2 separate regions of the Callithrix jacchus genome follow, and region 1 is linked to region 2. The links are chromatin contacts, called in public Hi-C maps. All regions are on one chromosome and are shown on one strand. Each heading gives the region's core, a stretch centred on a gene start, on an enhancer-like site or on the middle of the called end of the contact. The rest is flanking DNA. Distances are from core to core; before and after follow the strand shown.

The links. A called contact is a pair of places that touch in the nucleus more often than the background predicts.
Region 1: a Hi-C map of skeletal muscle shows a contact between it and region 2, with 3 times the contacts expected there. The contact joins two enhancer-like sites. A contact is called at or near these places in 2 of 3 Hi-C or Micro-C datasets (both in skeletal muscle).

Annotation. Positions count from the first base shown.
Region 1 is chr19:50,127,440-50,133,425 of calJac240_pri, forward strand. LOC144580450 (a long non-coding RNA gene) reads right to left here and starts at 5,780. Exons shown (of 4, transcript XR_013529977.1): 1 at 5,270-5,780; 2 at 2,423-2,594; 3 at 1,668-1,748. Within about 2 kb of position 1,667, at least 2 of the 16 cell types and tissues checked have an H3K27ac peak or open chromatin away from gene starts, as enhancers often do. A contact at or near this core is called in skeletal muscle, where this site is marked.
Region 2 is chr19:49,867,493-49,873,678 of calJac240_pri, forward strand. The region is part of intron 4 of TBCE (tubulin folding cofactor E); the gene reads right to left. Among named protein-coding and RNA genes, the nearest start is that of TBCE, 20 kb to the right of the region's middle. Within about 2 kb of position 2,254, at least 1 of the 16 cell types and tissues checked has an H3K27ac peak or open chromatin away from gene starts, as enhancers often do. A contact at or near this core is called in skeletal muscle, where this site is marked.

The DNA.
Region 1 (5,986 bases), core at 417-2,916, 260 kb after region 2:
AAAAAAAAAAAAAATTAGCTGAGCATGGTGGGCAGCACCTGTAGTCCCAGCTACTAGGGACGCTGAAGTGGGAAGATGGCTCCAGCCCGGCGTTTGAGTCTGCAGTGAGCTGTGATCTCACCACTGCACTCCAGCCTGGGCATCAGAGTGAGATCTTGTCTCAAGAGAAAAAGAGAGAGAGTTCAAACTCCAACACAGCTACCATGGACTGTATGTATGTCCGTAGCCATTGCCTTTCCCCTGTTGCCGTGGATGACCTGGATGACCTGTTCACATTTCTCAGCCTGCTCCCGGGGTCCCATTCCTTCTGGGTCATCGTGGATATTGCAATTCTTTCTCTCTCTTCCACTTCATCAGTTTCACCTCTGTAACTAGTTATTTCCATTAGCACAAGGACATGGTGGGATTTTTTTCCTACCTTAAAAAAGGCCTCGGCCTGGCACGGTGACTCATGCCTATAATCCCAGCACTTTGGGAGACCGAGGTGAGCAGATCACCTGAAATCGGGAGTTCGAGACCAACTGATCAACATGGAGAAGCCCCGTCTCTACTAAAAAGACAAAATTAGCTGGGCATGGTGGCGCATGCCTGTAATCCCAGCTACTCGGGAGGCTGAGGCAGGAGAATTGCTTCAACCCAGGAGGCGAAGGTTGCGGTGAGGCGAGATCGCACCATTGCACTCCAGCCTGGGCGACAGAGCAAGACTTCCATCTCAAATAAAAAAAAAGTCTCTTGACCCCACCTCCCCTGCAGGCAGCACTAATTTCTCTCCTCACTTGCGGAGCAAAATGTCTCTACTGTTCATGCTTGCTGTCTCTACTTCTCTCTTTCTCCTGTGACCAACTTTATCCAACTTCTGTTCCACCCATTCACTGGGGCTGCTTTTCCCGAGGAAGCCAATGACCTCTACAGCGCTGAATTTTGGGATCCGTTCCCAGAGTACTGGGATACAGGTGTGGAGTCACTGTGCCCATCCTATCTGGGGAAATTTAAATGTGCCTGAGTATTAGACGACATTGAAAATCACGTTAATTGTATTATTTTTCATTGTGAGTCTACATGATTATGTTTCAATTGTAATTATGAATTAAAATAACTATTTTAGGCCGGGCGCGGTGGCTCACGCTTGTAATCCGAGCACTTTGGTAGGCCGAGGCGGGTGGATCACGAGGTCAGGAGTTCAAGACCAGCCTGACCAACATGGTAAAACCCTGTCTCTACTAAAAATAGGAAAATTAGCCAGGTGTGGTGGTGCGTGCCTATAATCCCAGCACTTAGGGAGGCTGAGGTGGGTGGATAACGAGGTCAGGAGATTGAGACCAGCCTGGCCAACATGGTGAACATCTGTCTCTCTCTACTAAAATACAAAAAATTATCTGGGCGTGGTGATGCATGCCTGTAGTCCCAGCTACTCAGGAGGCAAGGCAGGGGAATTGCTTGAACCCATAAGGCGGAGGCTGCAGTGAGCCACGATCATGCCACTGCACTCCAGCCTGGTGACAGAGCAAGACTCCATCTCAAAATAAATAAAAATTAAAAAAATATGGTCAAATAAAAGTGCTGTTGGTTGGAATCCACCTGTCCCACCATGGCTGCCCACCCAGCTGGAGCCCCAGGGACTGCTGGCAGGTCAGGTCCCTATGGCTCAGGCCAGCTCGGTCACTTACCCAGACTCCAGGCAAGAAAGTAAGCATCACCAGCAGCCTGGTGGGAACAGCACTGCCTCCATGCGGCTCTTTTGGTGGCTTCTGAAAGATAAAGGGCACACCTGAAATGCCAGCTGCTCCCCTGAGACAGGCGGCTCATTCAGCCAGCTCAGCTGTTCTAGCAAAAAGCTGTTTGATTCCGAGCCAAGCCCAGAATAGGGAGTGTCTCCTCGTACTATGCCGTTGGCTTCCTGGAGTACAGATTTATGGCTTTTGAATGTGGGAGGAGAAAAAAAAATCCCTGAATCTAAGTCAAAGTCTGCTAGAATTACTCTCTACAGCTAAATGGAAATGAGCTACAAACTGTCCTGTCATGCGGCTTAAAGGGAGACACTTGTGAAGGGGTCTGATTTTGGGTTATTGATATGCTCGAAGGTGCTCACGAAAGGTGTTTTTTTTCCCCATCTTCAAAGTAAATTTTAGGAACAATAAGTTCATTTTGATCATTATCTCCAGGTTATGGGGTTATGGGTGGATTCTTCCTACTTCTCCTTTTCCTCTATTTTTTACATATTCGGCCATAACCACAAACTCTTCACAGAGTCGGAGAAAGCAAAGTAAGGTGTTTTGTCTATGCTTGTCGACCCAGGTGAACTGAAGCGGAAGGGACTTTGTTGTTTGACAGCTGGGTGGGCTTCAGGTACAGCTGGACCTGGGGGTCCCAGTGATGAACGTGGATCTGGTTTCTTTCTCTCTCTTCACCCTGCAGGACTCACCTCTTGATTGGGCTGTATTTTTGGGCAGATGCTTCCCCCGGTCCCCATACAGCTGTGGTAGCTTCAGACTCACATCCTTCAATGTCAAGTCCGGTGGAAACAATTTCTATCCCCTGATTCCTGGTAAACTGTTCTTTGCATTTCTTTGACTCCAATTGGCTCATATATCCACCTAAAAATCAAGCACTGTGGCAAGGGAGCTGGCGTAACTGCTTGACTCACACCTGTGCCACCTGTGTCACTCCTGAGATGGAGCTGGAACCCTCTGCCATAAGCACATGGTCTAAGAGTAGGAGAAGGATCGTTTCCTGGAGGGAATTTGGTGTCCAGTTATCAAAGCAGGGGGAATAGATAGGTAGCAAGAAAATCACAAATGCTCAGTCTTCCTGCCTACTTCCAGAAAGGATTTGCAGTAATGCAGGGAGGAGAAGCTCAGGCTAAGGAAAACTGCTATAATTAACCCAGAATTTAGCTACGAGCTTCCTGGCAGCCAAGGCAAAGGGGAAAGACTCGCTCACAGAATGCTAACCTGCCAGGATTAAACAGGAAGAATGTCCTATGATTCCAAGTCTCAGTAGAGGCTGTTTTCTATTACTTTTTCCTTTCCTTCTCAATATTTCCTTCCTTCCTTCCTTCCTTCCTTCCTTCCTTCCTTCCTTCCTTCCTTCCTTCCTCCTTCCCTCCCTCCCTCCCCCTCCTCCTCCTCTCTCTCTTTCTTTTGACAGAGTCTCATTCTGTTGCCTAGGCTGGAGTGCAGTGGTGCGATCTTGGCTCACTGCAACCTTCACCTCCCAGGTTCAAGTGATTCTCCTGCCTCAGCCTCCTGAGTAGCTGGGACTATAGGCGCACACCACCATTCCTGGCTAATTTTGTACTTTTAGTAGAGATGGGGTTTCACCATATTGGTCAGGCTGGTCTTGAACTCCTGACCTCAGGTGATCCACCTGCCTCAGCCTCCCAAAGTGCTGAGATTACAGGTGTGAGCCACTGTGCCTGGCCTTTTTTTTTTTTTTTTTAGTTGGCGTTTCACTCTAGTTGCCAGGCTGGAGTACAATGGCACGATCTCGGCTCACTGCAACCTCCCCCTCCCACGTTCAAATGATTCTCTTGCCTTAGCCTCCCAAGTAGCTGAGATTACAGGTGTGCGCCACCATGCCTGGCTAATTTTGAATTTTTTTTTTAGTAGAGATGGGGTTTCACCATGTTGGTCAGGCTGGTCTCGAACTCCTGACCTCAAGTGACCTGCCTCAGCCTCCCAAAGGGCTGGGATTACAGGCATGAGCCACTGTGCCTGATCTTCCTTCTCAATAGTCTCAATATTTCTTAGTTTTCGTTTTTTTCCTCTCACGGACAATCTTCATTCCCTTTTTTTCTCATGTCACTGAGATGAGTCCTTGTCCCCGTCTCTGTCTAGAGCCACCATGTGGCCTGCCTACTTCTCTTCACAGCTGGATGGGGAGCCATCGGAACTTCCAGGGCTTGAACTAGCTCTCTGAGAACAGGCTATTATATGGTCCTGGAGGGGCGTGGTTAAGCTTAAAGGAGGTTCAGGATTCACCGCCAGGGCCAGGCACCGAGGCTCACGCCTGTAATCTCAGCACTTTGGGAGGCCGAGGCGGGCAGATCACCTGAGGTCCGGAGTTTGAAACCAGCATGACCAACATGGCAAAACCTCGTTTCTACTAAAAATACAAAAATTAACTGGGCATGGTGGCGTGTGCCTGTAATCCTAGCTTCTTGGGAGGCTGAGGCAGGAGAATCGCTTGAACCCTTGAGGCAGAGGTTGCAGTGAGCCAAGATTGCGCCATTGCACTCCAGCGTGGGTAACAAGAATGAAACTCCGTCTCAAAAAAAAGTATCTGCTACCTTCTCCCTGATTTTGGGAGTAGCACCCCCATTTAGCCTTGGAGAACTATCCATCCAGTCCCCACTCCACATGGAGCCAGTGGTGGGATGAAAGTCACTATGCCTGGAACCCACCCAAGCCAACTCCCGTCCCAGAGGCCATTCCTTCTCTTTTGTCCCTGTTTCCTCCCACTTCCCTCTCTTCCCTCCTTTCCTCCTCCTTCCTCCCTCCCTAGAGTTTGGCGTCACCAGAGAGCCCTGATCCCACAGGTGCACCGTCGTGGGGCTCTGTGTCTTGCTGAAGCAGGCTGTCCCTCTCCATTGCTCCGCCTTAATTATTTCACTCTTTTTTTTTTTTTTTTTTGAGATGGAGTCTCACACTGTCACCCAGGCTGGAATGCAGTGGTGCAATCTTGGCTCACTGCAACCTCTGCCTCCTGGGTTCAAACGATTCTCCTGCCTCAGCCTCCAGAGTAGCTGGGACTACAGGCACGCGCCACCACATCTGCTCCAGCACTTCCCACTCATCATGGGGCTCTTTGGAGAGGGCGAGAGAGAGATGGAGGATGCGGGTCTCCGTGAAATATCACAGCTTCTCTGGAACAACAGGTTAAACTGTGTGTGTGACCGTTAACTTTATGTGTCAACCGGGAGGGTGTTTTCGCGTGAGATCGACATTACAGTCAGGCACGGTGGTGCACACCTGTAATCCTGGCTACTTGGGAAGCTGAGGTGGGAGGATTGCTTGGGGCCAACAATTTGAGGCTGTATTGAACTATGATTGTGCCACTGCACTTCAGCCTGAGCAACACAGCAGGACCTTATTTTATATATATATATACATATACATATATATGTATATATATTTTGAGATGGAGTCTTGCTCTATTGCCCCTGCTGGAGTTCAGCGGCACGATCTCGGCTCACTGCAACTTCCGCCTCCCGGGTTCAAGCGATTCTCCTGCCTCAGCCTCCCGAGTAGCTGGGATCATGGGTACTCACCACCACGCTTGGCTTTTTGTATTTTTAGTAGGGACTGGGTTTCATCATGTTGGTCTGGCTGGTCTTGAACTGACCTCGTGATCTGCCTGCCTTGGCTTCCCAAAGTGCTGGGATTACAGGCATGAGCCAACGCGCCCAGCCTCATTTTATATTAAAAGAAAAAAAAATCCCTGAACATTGGTGAACTCCGAGTAAAGCAGAGGCCCTCCCTAATGTCGGTGGGCCTCATCCAATCAGCTGAAGGTCGGACTAGAACAAAAAGACCGGCCTTCCTAAGCCAGGGGGCTTCTGTGCGCCTTCCGCTCTCCTGGGTCTCACCCTGCCAGCCCCCCAGTCACATGAGCCCACTCCTCAACGTGAATCTCTTCCCCTCACACATCCTGTTGGTTCTGTTTCCCTGGAGAACTCTCACTAACACAGCTGACCTGGCTCCCGCTCACTCTGGCTCGTTTGCGTCAGAGATTAGACTTTCGGTCAAGGGGTCCTCATAGATCAACGGCTCCAATCTCCCAGGAAACCCCTGTCCCAAAACACGTGCTGTCCTTCGTGGTGTGTTCGGTCGCCATCTAGTGCCTAGTGCAGGCACTGCACTGTCCTCGCCTCCTGCTTCCCTTTCATCACTACCATCCCCGGTTTAATCCTCGAGGCACGCATTAGTAGACCTCCACACTCGTGTGCACCAGTCACTGTTTTGTTCACTCAACAAACATTTAGTGA
Region 2 (6,186 bases), core at 1,004-3,503:
AACAGTGAAACCTGAAATTTGTGAAATTAATTTCATACTGAAATTTATGAAACAGTATTGATTTTCCTTAGAGGAGTAACATGGGGGTGGTGGAACTAGAAATAGAAAATTTTATTTTTCAAACATGTGATTTCAGTGAAAAAGTGTAAGAGCTCAACTAATACATTTATAATAATGACAAATGAGAAAACAATGTAGAACACAAATACCATGGTTTGCATCTCTGTCCTAAATTTACACTTTTTAAAACAGTGGTAAAAAAATAAGAAGTCATGAATAGATTTTTATTACTGTTGCGTTTAACTGCAGGCAGATGAAAGGAGAGTTAGGAATGGTGTTAGTAGTTGCAAAGCAGACGCTATGCCCTTTACAGATCAAAGACTGACACTAAAGACCGATATTTACTGGGACATTTCCAGCAGGAAACAAAACAGCCTCAAAAAATAATGAAAAATCCTGGCTGAATGGGTGTCCATTGGTAACAAATCTCTAAGAGGTAAACTGTAACAATCCACATAGATGCCACTGAGATTATAGATTAACATATTAAGAAACTGTATCCAAACCCTGAAATTCTGAACTATGTCTAAAGAGAAAAATGTTGGTGAGGATGAGAATACAGGGAGAGGTGCCCAAAAATGTTTCTCTTGGAAGCATTTGGACTGTTTAGGTTCCTTCCTCCTTCTGCCCACCAATACACATGTTGCTGGCAAAATCATCATCCTGACCCATGGCCTTTATGGAAACAGGATGTGCTCATAAAACCCAGTTATCAAGATTCATTTTGTCCTATGTCCCCAGCAGAATTGCCAGATAAAATTAAAGATGCTCAGTTAAACTTGTATTTCAGATAAATAGTAAGTCATTTTCAAGTAAGTATGCCCCCATGCATATCTCATACTCATCCTAAAAAAAAAAAACGGGCCCAGCGTGGTAGCTCACACCTCTGGGAGGTGTGAGGCAGGTGGAACTCCTGAGGTCAGGAGTTGGAAACCAGCCTGGCCAACATGGCGAAACTCTGTGTCTAAAAAAAGAAAAAAAAAAAATTTTAAGAAAAAAACTGATTTGCTGTTTATCTGAAATCCAAAGTTCACTATGTATTTGGTATTTTTCTTTGCTGAATCTGGCAACACTACACAAAGGTAAAGGGTCCCCAGTAGACTCCCAAACGTCCACGGTAAGCTTCTTTCTTATTGGAGCTTTGGATACAAGCTACTGGAAAAGGCCAGGTCTCTGGAGAGTTTCTAATACGTGTTGATCTTGATACCTTGTTTGTTTCAGGAATGTTTAGTGTTTGGCAAGGCTGCATAACTAAATGTTCATCATGAGAAGAGAACTCTTAGCTTTCCTGCAAAGCTCAGTGCTATCATATCTAAAGAGCTGACCCAGTGAGGTGGTTTTCCCATGAGAAAAACAGAGTAGTAGATAAGCATCTTGCTGTAGACTTGTTTTTTGGTTTCTCTAATAAGCTGAATTTAATATTCATCTTGACTGCTTTTGTGTTGACACAATTATAATTCTGCTCTGATTCAAGTCAGGCTTTCAAAAATGAAGTAGAGCTACCACCTTTTTAAACAGAGGTGCACCCTGTCCACATGCTATCATTAGACCTCCTGATTTAAAAAGAAATCTTCCAACACTTTACACCACACCAAGAGAATTATTTTATACAAACCCATTAATGCTCATCCAAGAGCCTCAAAACACTTTACAACAGGCTTATGACACACAAAAGAGGAATCAATCAAGGGCTTTTTTAGTTTAATTTTTGTGGGTACATACAGTATTTTAATACAGGCATACCATGTGTAACGACCACATCAGGGTGAATGGGGTGTCTAACCTTAAACATTTACCCTTTCTTTCTAGCACTTTATTTCTTAAATTGTCAAGCATCCACTTCCTAAGATGTCCATTATCACAGACACAGGCTGGAACAGTACATCCTCTCTGATGCCAAGTATTAAAGTTAGATTCTGCTCCCTAGTGCTAAAGAAATGTTACATTTTAAGATTGATTTCCCACCAGAAAAGAGAAATCCTATCATTGCTTGGAAACAGAACCACTGAAATAAAAGGTGAGTGGGTAGAATACTGATACATCCAGTTCTGTCCAGAGCATACTCTGTAGCTTAGAATGAAAAAAATGCAAGTCACTCTGCTGTCTAGGGATAAGATAGAGAGGACTTCAAAATTACTTACCATATTTGAACCCCTCAACTCCCCCAAAAGACAAGAAGTGGAGAGCAGCGGTACCTAGGAAGAACACCGGTGACTGTGCACAGCCATGAATTTTGTGAAAGTTGATTACAGAAACTGGGTCATTCTTGTCATGCCCAACAAATTCAGAGTCAAGGGGCCAAGGGGAAAAAGCACTCAAAGCACCACAGCACCTGCTCCAAGAAGTAAGTTGCTACAAGCCCAGCTACTGAAACTGCCTGTTGAAACCCGATGCCGCTTTTATTTAATAGCTACTAAAACAATCTGCCCTGATTCGAATTTCACCCACCACTGTCACTCACCAATCAGAGCTTGCTAGCCAGCTCTCCAAAACTTTACTAGTGCCAATGAACTTCCTTTCAGAATATGTAACATTTCCCCTTTAATAAGATGTACTAAGCTGGGCATGGTGGGTCACACCTGTAATCCCAGAACTTTGGGAAGCCGAGGAGGGAGGATCACTTGATTACAAAAAATTAATCAAGCATGGTAGCAGACGCCTGTAATCCCAGCTACTCGGGAGGCTGAGGCAGCAGACTCTCTTGAACTGGAGAGGCAGAGGTTGTAGTGAACTGAGATCATGCCAATGAGACTCTTGTTTCAAAAAAAAAAAAAAAAAAGAATTCAAAAATGGGCATGCACCACATAATGATATGTAGGTCAACAACAAACCGAATATACAAAGGTGGTCCCATAATCACACTGGAGCCGAAAAATTCCTATCTCCTAGTGAAGTTGTAGCCATCTTAATGCTGTAGTGTAACATGTGACTTGTGTTTGTGGTGACACTGGTATAAACAAGCCTACTGTGCTGCCAGTCATATAAAAATATAGCACATTCAATTATGTACAGCACATATTTGACAATAATAAACGGTGATGTTACTAGGTTAAGTGTTTACTATACTATACTTTTTATCATCATTTTAGAGTATATGCCTCTATTTTTTTTTTTGGAGACATAGTTTCACTCTGCCCACCAAGCTGGGGTGCAATGGTGTGATCTCAGCTCACTACAACCTCCACTTCCCAGGTTTAAGTGATTCTTGTGTCTCAACCTTCTGAGAAGCTGGGATTACAGGCATGCGCCACCATGCCCAGCTAATTTTTTTTATTTTTTGTAGAGATGGGGTTTCACCATGTTGGCCAGGCTGGTCTCAAAACTCTTGACTTCAGGTGCTCCTCCTGCCTTGGCCTCCCAAAGTGCTGGGATTACAGGTGTGAGCCACCTCTTGCCAAGCCAAGGCAATTCCTTGTATTTAAAAAAAAAAAAAGTTAATTGTAACCCAGCCTCAGGCGGGTCCCTCAGGAGGTTTTCTGGAAGAAGGCATTGTTATTGTGAGAGGTGATAGCCGGGGGAGGTAGCTCAGGCCAGGCACAGTGGCTCTCACATTGTAATCCCAGAATTTGGGGCCAGATCACCTGAGGTCAGGAGTTCAAGATCAGCCTGGCCAAAATGATGAAACCCTGTCTCTACTAAAAATACAAAAATTAGAGTCTCACCTACTCAGGAGGCTGAGACAGGAGAACTGCTTGAACCTGGGAGGTGGAGGTTGCAGTGAGCCAAGATTGCACCACTGCACTCCAGCCTGAGTGACAGAGTAAGACTCCATCTCAAAACAAACAAACAAAACAAAAAAAGCAATGACAGCTTTATGCATGTTATATAGCCCCTGAAGATCTTGCAGTGGGACAAGATGTGGAAGTGGGAAGACACTGATACTGTGGTCTGGACTGCAGGCCTAGGTTAATGTCTGTGTTGGTGTCTTTGTTTTTAACAAAAAAATTTAAAAGGTAAAAAAATATATTACTTTAAAAATAGAAAATCGCTTATAAAATAAAGAAATGAAGAAAATATTTGTGTACAGCTCTACAAAGTGTTCATGTTTGAAGAAATGCTGATGTTTTAGGTTACTTCAATTGAGTGAAAAAGTTTTAAAAATTTAAAAGTTGGCTGGGTGTGGTGGCTCACACCTGTAATGCCAACACTTTGGGAGGCCAAGGTGGGTGGATCACTTGAGCTCAGGAGTTCAAGACCAGCCTGCCCAACACGGAGAAACCTTGTCTCTACTAAAAATACAAAACTTAGCTGGGTGTGGAGGCACACACCTACAATCCCAGCTACTCAGGAGACTGAGGGACAAGAATCCCTTGAACACAGAAGGTGGAGGCTGAGATCAGCCAGCCAAGATAAAACTACTGAACTCCAGCCTGGGCAACAGAGCAAGACTCTGTTTAAAAAAAGAAAAAAAGCAAAGCACAGTGGCTCACGCCTGTAATCCCAGCACTTTGGGAGGCTGAAGCAGGTGGATCACAAGGTCAGGAATTTGTAACCAGCCTAGCCAACATGGTGAAACCACATCTCTACTAAAAACACAAAAATGAGCTGGGTATTGGTGGCGCACACATGTAATCCCAGCTACTCTGGAGGCTGAGGCAGGACAATCATTGGAACCCGGGCAGCTGCAGGGAGCCAAGCTCAAGCCACTGCACTCCAGCCTGGGCAACAGAGCAAGACTCCGTCTCAAAAAAGAAAAATTTAAGTTTATAAAATAAAAAAGTACAGGAAACTAAGGTTAATTTGTTATTAAAGGAAGAAAAACCAGCCAGGCACAGTGACTCACGCCTGTAATTCCAGCACTTTGGGAGGCCAAGGCGAGTGGATCACCTGAGGTCGAGGAGTTCAAGACTGGCGTGACCAACATGAAGAAACCCCGTCTCTACTAAAAATGCAAAAATTAGCCGGACATGGTGGCGCTGGCCTGTAACCCAGCTACCTGGGAGACTGAGGCGAGAATTGCTTAAACCTGGGAGTCGGAGGTTGCAGTGAGCCGAGAGATTGCGCCATTGCACTCCAGCCTGGGCAACAAGAGTGAAACTGTCTCAAAAAAAAAAAAGGAGAAAAAGAAAAAGAAAAAGGAAAGGAAGGAAGGAAAGAAAAACTTCTTTTTAAGTTTAGTGTAGCCTAAGGACATAGTAGGGTACAAGAGTGTCCTAGCCTTCACATTCACTCACCGCTCACACAGTCATCCAGAGCAACTTCCAGTCCTGCAAGGTCCATTCACACTAAGGGCTCTATACAGGTGTACCATTTTCTATCTTTTTTTTTTGAGACGGAGTTTTGCTCTCGTTACCCAGGCTGGAGTGCAATGGCGCTATCTCGGCTCACCGCCACCTCCGCCTCCTAGGTTCAGGCAATTCTCCTGCCTCAGCCTCCTGAGTAGCTGGGATTTACAGGCATGCGCCACCATGCCCAGCTAATTTTTTGTATTTTTAGTAGAGACGGGGTTTCACCATGTTGACCAGGATGGTCTCGATCTCTTGACCTCGTGATCCACCTGCCTCAGCCTCCCAAAGTGCTGGGATTACAGGCTTGAGCCACCGCGCCCAGCCCTATCTTTTTTTTAAAGATGAGATCTCATTGTGTTGCCTAAGCTGGTCTTGAAACTCCCAGGCGTAAGCAATCCTAATGACTCAGCCTCCCAAGTACCTCAGTTAGCTGGTACTAACTGACATGTACCATCCCATGCTGATTAATTCTTTTAATCTTTTATACTGTATTTTTACTGTACCTTTTCTAGGCTTAAATATTTACCACTGTGTTACAATTGCCTGCAGTATTCAGCACAGTAACATGATGTACAGGTTCATAGCCTCAGAGCAATAGGCTATGCCATACAGTAGCCTACGCATGTAGTAGGCTATGATGTTCACACAAAGACGAAACCACCTAACAGGCATTTCTCAGATGCATCCCCTTCATTAAGCAATGCATGACTACACTAAGTCAATGTCCCTGAACCAAGGCCTCCCATCAGCATTTCAGGACAAATTCTGCATCAACCAGGACTTGAAGAAAATTCTTGATTTTTATGCTCAGAGTAACCAAGACTTTGAAAATATCACTGTATCCAGGGACCATAAGGGCCATACAATTATGGACAATCTGGGAAAGCTTTTAGAAGAA